3 separate regions of the Sus scrofa genome follow, and regions 1 and 2 are each linked to region 3. The links are chromatin contacts, called in public Hi-C and HiChIP or PLAC-seq maps. All regions are on one chromosome and are shown on one strand. Each heading gives the region's core, a stretch centred on a gene start, on an enhancer-like site or on the middle of the called end of the contact. The rest is flanking DNA. Distances are from core to core; before and after follow the strand shown. Region 1 has its middle 80 kb from the start of PICALM. Region 2 has its middle 80 kb from the start of EED. Region 3 holds the start of PICALM (phosphatidylinositol binding clathrin assembly protein).

Region 1 (3,332 bases), core at 140-2,639, 79 kb after region 3:
CCCCATCCTTAGGAACGTGAAGACATGATTCTGTCTCCTTCTGAAAGTTGGCTATACATGGAATACATGAAAGAATCAAAATTCTATTCATCTCAACATATTGCAGTAATGAAGAAACAGGGAGAAAATGATGAGCGCTAATATTAGAGATCAATAGGTATTTCCTCTTGTTCTCCCTCCTGATGCAGCCTCATAGCTCAGGGAGTTGCCATCACAATTCTAGCCAGAAACTGAACTTTGACCTTTCCTCCCGTTTTAATTTCGATTTGCAATCCAATCTTTAATTTGGTGGACATAATAAAACATTTAAAGACCTCAAATAAAGAATTTGCACCACTCTAAAATGTAATCATGTGCAGAATAATAACGTAATTGTAATTAACTGCTTTACCGAGTTGGTTTACAAAATTTAAACCGACGGCTGCTTGTAGACCATTAAATCAGGCTCCTCACAATAGAAATAAGAAACCATAGCCAGGGTCTCCACTCTCAAGGAACTTATATATTAGTGGGGGAAGTAAAGACAAACATACTGAAAACCAGAGGACCATGTACAGAGTGTATCGCAACATAAAGAGGGCTTTGGAGACAGACTTTAGGTTTATATCCTATTAACTGCATGATTTCCATAATTCAATTAACCTTCCAGAGTTTTAGCTTCTTCATCAACCAAATGTGGAATTGGATGATTCGATCACAGGATTTTTGTGAGGCTTCAAAGTGACAACAGATGTACGTATCTAGTGCTTTTTGTTAAATCAAATTGTTTTAATTAACAAGCTGTATTCCAACAGCATGGTTTGTTGTCAGAAATGCTGTTATCAAGAGGAGAGATAATATGTAAGAGAAAGAAGCAAACAAGATGGAGAAACAAGCATAAACACACACCAGCCCTCCTATCCCAAATCCCTTAAAAGACAGAAAATACAGCTTTCTTTTTGTCCTCACCCATGGCATGCGCAAGTTTCCCGGCCAGGGATCAAATCCACACCACAGCAGTGACCTGTACCACAGCTATGACAACACTGGATCTTTAACCTGCTGAACCACCAGGGAACTCCAAGATAGCTCTTAAAATCAGTAAGTCCTGACCAGTACCAGCAAACAGGAGAGGAGGCAAAACTGACAAAAATCCGGATAGGATTGGGGTTAGACCGTTAGAGAGCCCAGAGCAGAGAATTAACACAGTGCCAAACACTCCTGAGAGACTATTTGAAGCAAAGAATCTCCAAGCTCCAAGGAAGCAGATAGAAAGCGTGAGAGTGTGTGTATATGAAGCAATCGTCAGGGTTATTAATCTTTAAACTGCTCTCTGAACAACAGGCCTCTTTCCACCTCAGACAGCTGTTGGTGGCAGGTGTTGAACCACAGATAAAACATACAGCTTCGCTCTAAGAAAAGAAATCACCTGCCTGGGGAGGGCACCTGCTGGGGTATAAGGGCCTGTGAGAAAAGCACAGCCGAAAGTAACCCCAGCCACCTTTCACAGACACAGAAAGAGGAAAATGAAGGCGTTCCCATTGTGGCTCAGTGGGTTAAGAACCCAACTAGTACCCATGAGGATGCACATTCAATCCCTGGCCCCGCTCAGTGAATTAATGATCTGGCATTGCCACAAGGTGCGGTGTAGGCTGCAGATGCATTTGGATCTGGCATTGCTGTGGCTATGGCATAGGCCACTGGCTGCAGCACTGATTTTATCCCTAGCCTTGTAAATTCCGAATGCCACAGGTGTGGCCCCCCCCGCCAAAAAAAGGGAAGAAGAAGAAGAAAAAGAGAAAAAGAAAAGCTGTTCTATCCAGGATGTCAACTGTGGCTTCCTTGTACTCTGCCATTTGGGGGTGGATGAAAGATGAAGTGGGAGGGACATGATCCCCAAGCCTGCTCGAAGCACCTCTGCCTGCTCTAAGTACCTTACATGGAAATCTGCAGTCAAAATGTCCCGCTTAGGAGTTCCCGTCATGGCGCAGTGGAAACGAATCCAACTAAGAACCACAAAGTTGCAGGTTCGATCCCTGGCCTCGCTCAGTGGGTTAAGGATCCGGTGTTGCCGAGAGCTGTCGCAGACACAGCTCGGATCTGGCGTTGCTGTGGCTCTGGCGTAGGCTGGCAGCAACAGCTCTGATTAGACCCCCAGGCTGGGAACCTCCATATGCCACAGGTGTGGCCCTAACAGCATCCTAACTGACCCCCCACTCATTGGAGGAGCCTGCAGGGGCAACAACTCAAAAGTGAAGTGAAAACTTAAACAAGATACCTACAAATTCAGCTATCCTTTAAACATAAATGTGAATGGAAAACTAAGCACCAACAGTAACTGAGGAAATTCAATAGCCCTAAAGAAAGGAACTAACAACAACAACGAAAAAAGAAAGATGAACAAACTGAAAACTGACTCCAGAGAAAAGATGGATAAAAGAACCCAGAAAAAAAATTTTTTCTAAATTCTAAATAGCATCATTCTTAGAAAGATGCATGAGGATACTGTAGGAGGCTGCTGTGAAAAGGGAACAAACTGCTTTGACAAAGGAAAAGCAACAAACGAACAAAATGGAAAATTTAAAAGGTGATAGCAAAACTAAAGTAGTAGATAGAATAAATAATAGAATGGATATGCCAAAAACTGGGGATATTTTCCAGAAGCTAAGTGTGAGGACATCTCCCTGAATATATAAAGAAGATCAAGAATGGAAATTACAGCAAGAGACTGCTGTGGATTGAATTGCGTCCCCTTCCTCACAAATTCACATGTTGAACCCGTAATCTCATATGGGGATAGGGCCTGTGAGGAGTCGATAAAGGTTAAATGAGGTCATAGGGTAGAATTTGATTAGCTGCTGCCCTTATAAGAAGAGGAAGATAAATTCCCTCTGTGGCTCAGCATATTAAGAACCTGACATAGTATCCATGAGGATGAGGTTCAATCTCTGGCCTCACTTAGTGGGTTAAGGATCTGGCATCACTGTGAGTTGTGGTGTGGGTTGCAGATGCGGCTCGGATCTGGTGTTGCTGTGGCTGTGGTGTAGGCCGGCAGCTGCAGCTCCAATTCACCTCCTGGCCTGGGATCTTCCATATGCTGAAGGTAGGGCCCTAAAAAGAAAAGAAAAGAAAGAAAGAAAGGAGAAAGACTTGAAGACGAAGAGACACCAGAGCTATCTCTGCCATGTGAGGACATAGCAAGGACAGAGGAAGAAGGCAGCTGTCTGCAGGTCAGGAAAAGAACCCTCATCAGAAAATGAGTCAGCCAGCACCTTGATCTTAGCCTCCAGAACTTTGAGAAAATAAATTTCTATTGTTTAAGCCACATAGCTTGTGGTATTCTGCTATGGAAG
Region 2 (3,094 bases), core at 358-2,857, 96 kb after region 3:
CAGAGGTACCTGTGCTCAACATTTTCTTTCCTCTCCGAATTTGTCCTCTGTAAGGTGCATAACTTCGTCATTCTTCCACTTGAGATTTTCTGTGACATTCCATTCTCTGGGGTCATCTCCTACCTCTCTGGGAGCCCCACAGGTCAAGTTCTACCATGACATGTGTCAAACACACAGGGTTTTAAGCATCTCCCTATTTTGCTCTTCCTACTAGACAAAAAGCTTTGCATCCTACTTGCTTTTCTCTCCCCATTTCCCACATATAGTGGCACTAATTAACATTAGGTGAATGAATGAATGGATGAATTAGTAAAGGAATGGATAGACATCTCTAGAGCAAACTTGTGCCAGTGGAGTGCCACTCTGGAGGTAGGAATGCCAAATATCAGAGGCAGGTTGGAGGACCACTTTTGAGACCTTCAGCGCCCCTCTATGCTACAGACTAGTGCCTCCTTTGCCTGTATTTAAGGTTAGTTTTAAGAAAAGAAATGCTGCTCCCGAGAGCAGGGAAAAGGCAGCATCTTATACCTTAATTTCTCCGAGTCCTGTCTGGCCTCATTTCTTTAGGCCCATTTCTGTGAGCCTGTGCTACTTTGTAGGGCTCTTATTCATGAAACTATTAATGACACCCCTGGTGCTGATATTATACTTGACCTGAATTATGTTTTAACATTAATGCTGTGAAGTTTCACAGAAGAGAGCTAAATTGAAGTTAATACTCACTAGAAAGAAAAGGAGTTGTCTCTAGCTTATTATTAGAAAAATCCTGGCCTTTGGTTTGAATTTTTTTTTTTTTTTTTTTGGTATTAAGACCCTAAAATCCTAAAAAGTCGGACTGACGAGCCAGGCAAAGCATATGCTGGGAGTCCTCAGCCAAAGCCAAATATGAGAAAAGTCAAACAGTGTATAGAAAACAAATAAATGAATCACAGTGTTGGGTAAACTGCTGTTTGGCACAAATCCATGAACACAGACCAAGAAGTGTCTGCAAAAATGTGAGAAATATCTGTGGGAAATATCTCAGGAATAGATCTGAATTTGACCTGAAATCTTGACTGCAACTGACCTTGTCCTATGGGACTAATGCGTCATGTTTTCCATTAGTACATATTTGTTCATCATTTCATCCATAGATCATGGTGCGGCTGTTCCCTGCAGAAAAGAACCATCCTCTATGGTGGCCTTGGTCATTGCTGTGTGTGGCCAGCTGGAGCCAGGGTGACCCACAACCCTGGGAAGCAAAGGTAATAGAATCTGGTGCTTGGAGCAGTGGAGTGGGGCCAGGACCAGGCGTGGGGAGCCCTGGGTCAAATAACTATACACCACATGACATGTTCTTTAAAAAGCCCTGGCCTTACCACAGGCACTAGCATGCAACTGACTATAGACTGTTTAGTCTAATGTCCCATTTGACATTTCATTACAATAAGCTTCTTTAACTCATGGAATTGCTGATTTCAAGGTTAAAGTCTTGTCTGGTAAATATTAGAGATGAAAAGGGATTTGAACTCAAGTGATGTGACCGCAGATCCCATGAGCCTTACCACTGCACCACGCTGCCCGCCGGGAACCACTTGAAAGGACGTTCTGGGAGCATTCTGGGAGCTCAGCTGAGGGAGCTTCATGGCACCCAAGGGGAAAGATTGCCCACGCTTTGTGGAGCAGTGACATCTGCACTCAGCCTCAAAGGATGGGGAGCATTTGGACATATGAATGTTGGCAGTGAGAGTGGAGGAAGAGTTCAGAAAAAAGGAAAGAAGTGTTTCTGGGTCGAGAGCAGCATTAATAAAACATTGAGTGGCAAACACCCAGGACCTAAGGAAATAGCCAAGATCAGTCTGGTTGTATTAGAAGGTGTGAAAACCAAGTGGGGAAAGGGCTGGGGGGTAACTGGAGCTGGACCTCAAAGCTTTGCCCAAGCAGATCATCTTTACCAACCTGCTCCCAGTACTGTGACAAACTGATTAACTTGCCACCAAAAGCCACTCTCAGAGAGGAACTTTGACAACACAAACGAAGAGACGAGAAAGTTAAACCAAAAAACGTCACTCTTCCCCAAGGACCAGCAAGGACAAGGAGAGTTAACCCCCAGGTCCAGTTTTCTGTTTGTCAGCTATGAATATCCTTCCAGATGTCCCAAATCAGCTGCACACTGTCAAACCATTAGATAAATAAGGGCAGACATCAAATACTGCATGGTGATCAGATTCTTGGCAATAATCCTTGATAACCATGAAGGATTCTAAAGCTTCTTTAGAAATAATTAGGGTCTGGCTTACTGTTCGAGCCATGCAAGTAACATGTAATTATAATGTGAAATTCATGTATTTATTTTAGAGCTGGTAAGACCTTTAGAAACCATGCCCACTAATTTTGCAGAGGAAACAAGGCAAGCTGAAAAGGATAAATGAACTCACTTGAAGTCATTCATCAAATCAATAGCAAAATCACTTTTTTTTTTTTGCCTCTTTTTTTTAGGGCCGCACCCATGGCCCAGGCTAGGGGTCCAATCAGAGCTGTAGCTGCCGGCCTACACCACAGCCACAGCAACTCGGGATCTGAACCGCGTCTGTTTCCTACACCACAGCTCATGGCAATGCCAGATCCTTAACCCACTGAGCAAGGCCAGGGATCAAACCCGTATCCTCATGGATCAGGTCCAAGTCAGTCAGTTTCATTGACCGCTGAGTCATGACAGGAACTCCCCAAAAACACTTTCTCAACACAAAATCTTTGGAAAATAGAACAAATGGGTTTTTTTTGCCAATTTATAAAATATGCACAGAAATGTATCCAGTGTTCTGGCCCACCATTCATCCATGAGTCTTTAAAATTCGGTTAAAACACAGTATTCAAATAGGAGACTACAGAATATGATAGAAGATGATATGAGAAAATTAATGTGTGTGTGTATATATATAACTGCATCACTTTGCTGTACAGCAGAAATCGAAAGAACATTGTAAATAAAATTTTTTAAAATGTTGAACACAAAATGCTTTGTGCATAAAAAGTGGTATTTAAAAATATATAATTCAGTAGAGACATTAAAATTAATAATAGCTGCCCCTGCTTGAGCACTTGTTCTGAGCAC
Region 3 (3,411 bases), core at 235-2,734:
ATTATTATGCCTTTTTCTCTATGTTTCCTTGAAAAGTTTCAGATCAAAACTCCACTAAGTCAAAGCTTGAGTAATCACTGATCTTTGTACCTTGAGGTAAAGGAGTGTTATGAAAAAGGAGGATATTACAGGTGGCTTCCAGGTTTGGAAAAAGTTGGGAGGAGTTAGCTCTACTAATGGTATATACAAGTTAGTGAATGGTGTAATACCATGCCGTGTAAGAAAAGCTAGTCCTCCAAAAGATAACCAGCATAAATTAAAACGGAGTCCAAACTCAAGCCTCACCAAGTATCTTTTCACCAGTTTTTAAAAAGATGTACGTTATCTGTAGGTCAGATTATTAAAATAGTAGACTATCATAAATGCCAATAGTCTACTCTTCCGCTCAAGTTTCTACATTCAAACCGTCAGGTTTAACAGCTCTAGGAGATGACAGCAAAAATCAGCAAACCCTTTTCCATATACCCATTAGAAAGAAAGGGGGCGAGGGAGGTGCCTGACACAACTTATCCTAGTCAAAAGCATGGAAAACACAAAGATTAAATTCCACTAGAGGTGACTTAAAAATGCCAACGTTCCACAAAGCTTTTCCTACCCCAACGGAATCCCTTTACATCCACCCCCCCTTGAAGAAAAGTGGTCTGGGATAAAAGTCGGGCATTGACCATGATATTTCAAATGGGACGACGGAACCTAACGGAAGCTACAGAGGCAAAGAAAGGTAACCCAAGGCGGGGGGGGGGGGGGGAGGGAGGTGGATGAGAAACCCGGGAAGGACAGGGACAGAGGCGGATAGTGGGAATCGCTTCAAAGGAGGCAGCCCTCAGAGCGGCAGAGAAACTGGGATCCGGGTCCACCGAACCCGGCGTTCACGGAAACCCGAAGGCGGCTCGTAGGGAAACAATAGGGCGGTGAGACGGAGAGCAAGCGGGGAGACGCACGGGAGAGGGCGGCTAGGCAGCACCGGACGGGTGGGATGAAAGAGCAGAAGGCTGCAGGAGAGAGATAGAGGCCGGGAGGTGGGGAGCCAGAGGGAGAGGCAAGTTGGTCGGTGGTGAGAGGGTATCGCGGCGCACCGGGCAGGGAAGCGAGGGTCCCCGAGGAACCCGGAGGGGAGTGGCTTGTCAGGGATTCTTAGACAGGGAACGGAAGCCGTGAAGGCAGGTGTGATGGAAGCAAAAAGAACACAGCTCGGACGCGCACAGGACCCGCCGAGCCGGATGAGACGCAGGGAGGTGAGAGGCAGCTGAAGAAGAAAAGAGATGAGAAGAAAGACAGACGCGGGTCGCGGGGGGCCGTGGTCGGCTTCACTCACAGTCCAGGTGCTTTTTCTTGGGCCCCATGATCTCGTGGGTCGTGGCCTTGCATACTGTCTTGGATACGGCAGAGCCGGTGACACTGTGCTGGGCGGCGGTGATTCGGTCCGTCAAGCTCTGGCCGGACATCTCTGCGGCTCCTCCGCCACCCCTCCCGCTCGGCAGCCGGCGGGGACTGGGACCCCCAAGCGCCGGAGGACCCCCACCCCCCCACCGCACCCCCTACCCCCACCGGCTCCTTCTCCGCCTGCCGGCCTGGGGCGGGGCTCAGGGCCGCTTGCTGCCACCCAGCCAGGCAAGAACCGGCTCTTGTCACCCGCGGGGTCAGGCACGGTGTCGGGCACTCCCCTGCCCCCGCCTCAGCTCAGCCCACCCCTTCCCTGGTCAGCTGGAGCCGGGCAGGGCAAGAGGGACAGGCAGCTGCAGGAAAATGGCGGCGCCAGGCTCCTCCTCGGAGCTTTCCGGGCTGCCCGGGTCACGTGACTCGGGCGCCGCCCCGCCTTCTCCTTCTCCCGCCCCTTTTCCCTTCTCTTTCCTCTTCGACGCCCGCCCTCCCTCGCTCGGCGAGGGAAGAGCGGGGCGGCGCCCGCGCGTTACGTGATGGAACCCGCCCGGCGGGCGCAACAGGAGGCCCTCCCGGGCGGAGTGCGGCGGCCCGCCGCGTCACGTGACGTTCCCTGCCAACAGGTCGCCCGAGGCCGGTCTCGCGGGGGTCACAGAGGGGGGCGGGGCGACGCGGGGGAGGGGCGGCGAGTCCGGCGCGCTGGGGAGGCACGTATGGCTTCTTCCCGCTCCCATCCCAAGGGTATCCTAGTGTCTGCGGTTGGAACCAACGTCTTGACAAAGAGGAGATGCAGCTGACTTCGCAGCTCCCGCTGAGGAAAGGGGTGTCAGAGCTCCCCGGGCGTTCCTAGCGGGATCCAGAATGTGTTTAGGGATGCCCCCAAAGCCAGCCTCCAGGCTTGAAGGAGAAGGTCTCCGCTGGCCCACTCTCAGAACCTGCCACCAGGCCTCTCCCTGCTGTGGATATCGAAGCTGTCCCTGCTTATTTACCCCCAGAAGGGTTGGGCTTTTTCCCCTTTTTCTTGAGAGGTTTGGCATTGTCACCTGTATTTGTTTATCCCTTCTCTGAAAACTGCCAGTCTAAATTTGGATACCAGTGAGCCAGTATTGTTCCTCTAGGGTGTCAAATAGGACAGGAAACACATAGCTGCACTGGAATTTGAAAAGGGAAGTAGTAGGATGATGTCAACAAAGATTAGCTTGACCCTACAAGGCTGACTGCTGTGGTGATTAAAGGTTCAGACCATAGAAGGAAGTGAGAGGGTGGTAAATGGAGAAGTCCCTTTCAGAGAACCCAGACATCACTACCTGCCATCTCCCCTGGTTTGGTCTTTGTTCTCTTTGGCCTCTTTTTTCTCCGTGTAAACCAGATTTCCAGTGAAAGAAGACACTGACCCTGTCCTGTGGGCATTTTAGAGGAATCGTTATATCCTGTGGCTCTGTTCAAGAAGATCCAGATCTATTAACAAAGTCTTTTTAAATGTTATTAGGGCCCCACTTTCAACACAAGTTTAAAGATAAATTTTTAAGTCTCCATGAATATTAAATTACCGTAATAGTCCTATGTACTCTTGCTAGTTTTGAATGAAATGCTAACATACTCAGTCTGTGTACACCATCTGCCAGCCAGTCCAAAACACTGTGCTTCAATCTGGTGACTCTCAAAAGATGCAAAGCTAATAGATAGTTAACATTTTATGTAGCATCGTGAATTTTGTGGTCTCCTCCCATTCCCTTTACCCCCCTTTTTTTTTTCACTATGGCTGATGAAATTCTGCAGCAACATGTTTTTGCCAAGGACATAAAGTGCTTAAACCAGCAGGCTTCATCTTTGTCAAGTCAGCCCCAAATTTCTGAAAACTGTAATGACTTCCTTCAGTGCATCTGCAATCCATCTGTGGTTTGGTGCCCAGTTTGCTGCCCTTTGTCTATTGGGCAGTGGAGTTATCCAATTCTCAAGACATCTTGTCAGCCATACTTGCTGTGCTTCTATGAGTTCCACTTAATAAGTTACAGGTTGGCCTGAGCTTCA

The links. A called contact is a pair of places that touch in the nucleus more often than the background predicts. HiChIP or PLAC-seq counts read pairs in DNA pulled down with a chosen protein or histone mark.
Region 1: a Hi-C map of liver shows a contact between it and region 3, with 2.1 times the contacts expected there. The contact joins the enhancer-like site here to the promoter of PICALM in region 3. A contact is called at or near these places in 1 of 5 promoter capture datasets (liver), 11 of 47 Hi-C or Micro-C datasets (alveolar macrophages, blood, embryonic fibroblasts and 3 more) and 2 of 2 datasets of contacts at active chromatin or transcription factors (alveolar macrophages and skeletal muscle).
Region 2: an H3K27ac HiChIP or PLAC-seq map of skeletal muscle shows a contact between it and region 3. The contact joins the enhancer-like site here to the promoter of PICALM in region 3. A contact is called at or near these places in 2 of 5 promoter capture datasets (fetal liver and liver), 9 of 47 Hi-C or Micro-C datasets (alveolar macrophages, blood, embryonic fibroblasts and 3 more) and 2 of 2 datasets of contacts at active chromatin or transcription factors (alveolar macrophages and skeletal muscle).

What each region holds. Positions count from the first base shown.
Region 1 is chr9:20,024,897-20,028,228 of Sscrofa11.1, forward strand. No RefSeq gene overlaps it. Among named protein-coding and RNA genes, the nearest start is that of PICALM, 80 kb to the left of the region's middle. Within about 2 kb of position 1,390, at least 11 of the 83 cell types and tissues checked have an H3K27ac peak or open chromatin away from gene starts, as enhancers often do. A contact at or near this core is called in fetal liver and liver, where this site is marked.
Region 2 is chr9:20,041,229-20,044,322 of Sscrofa11.1, forward strand. No RefSeq gene overlaps it. Among named protein-coding and RNA genes, the nearest start is that of EED, 80 kb to the right of the region's middle. Within about 2 kb of position 1,608, at least 6 of the 83 cell types and tissues checked have an H3K27ac peak or open chromatin away from gene starts, as enhancers often do. A contact at or near this core is called in skeletal muscle, where this site is marked.
Region 3 is chr9:19,945,430-19,948,840 of Sscrofa11.1, forward strand. PICALM (phosphatidylinositol binding clathrin assembly protein) reads right to left here and starts at 1,485. Exons shown (of 21, transcript NM_001246270.1): 1 at 1,316-1,485. The coding sequence starts at 1,445.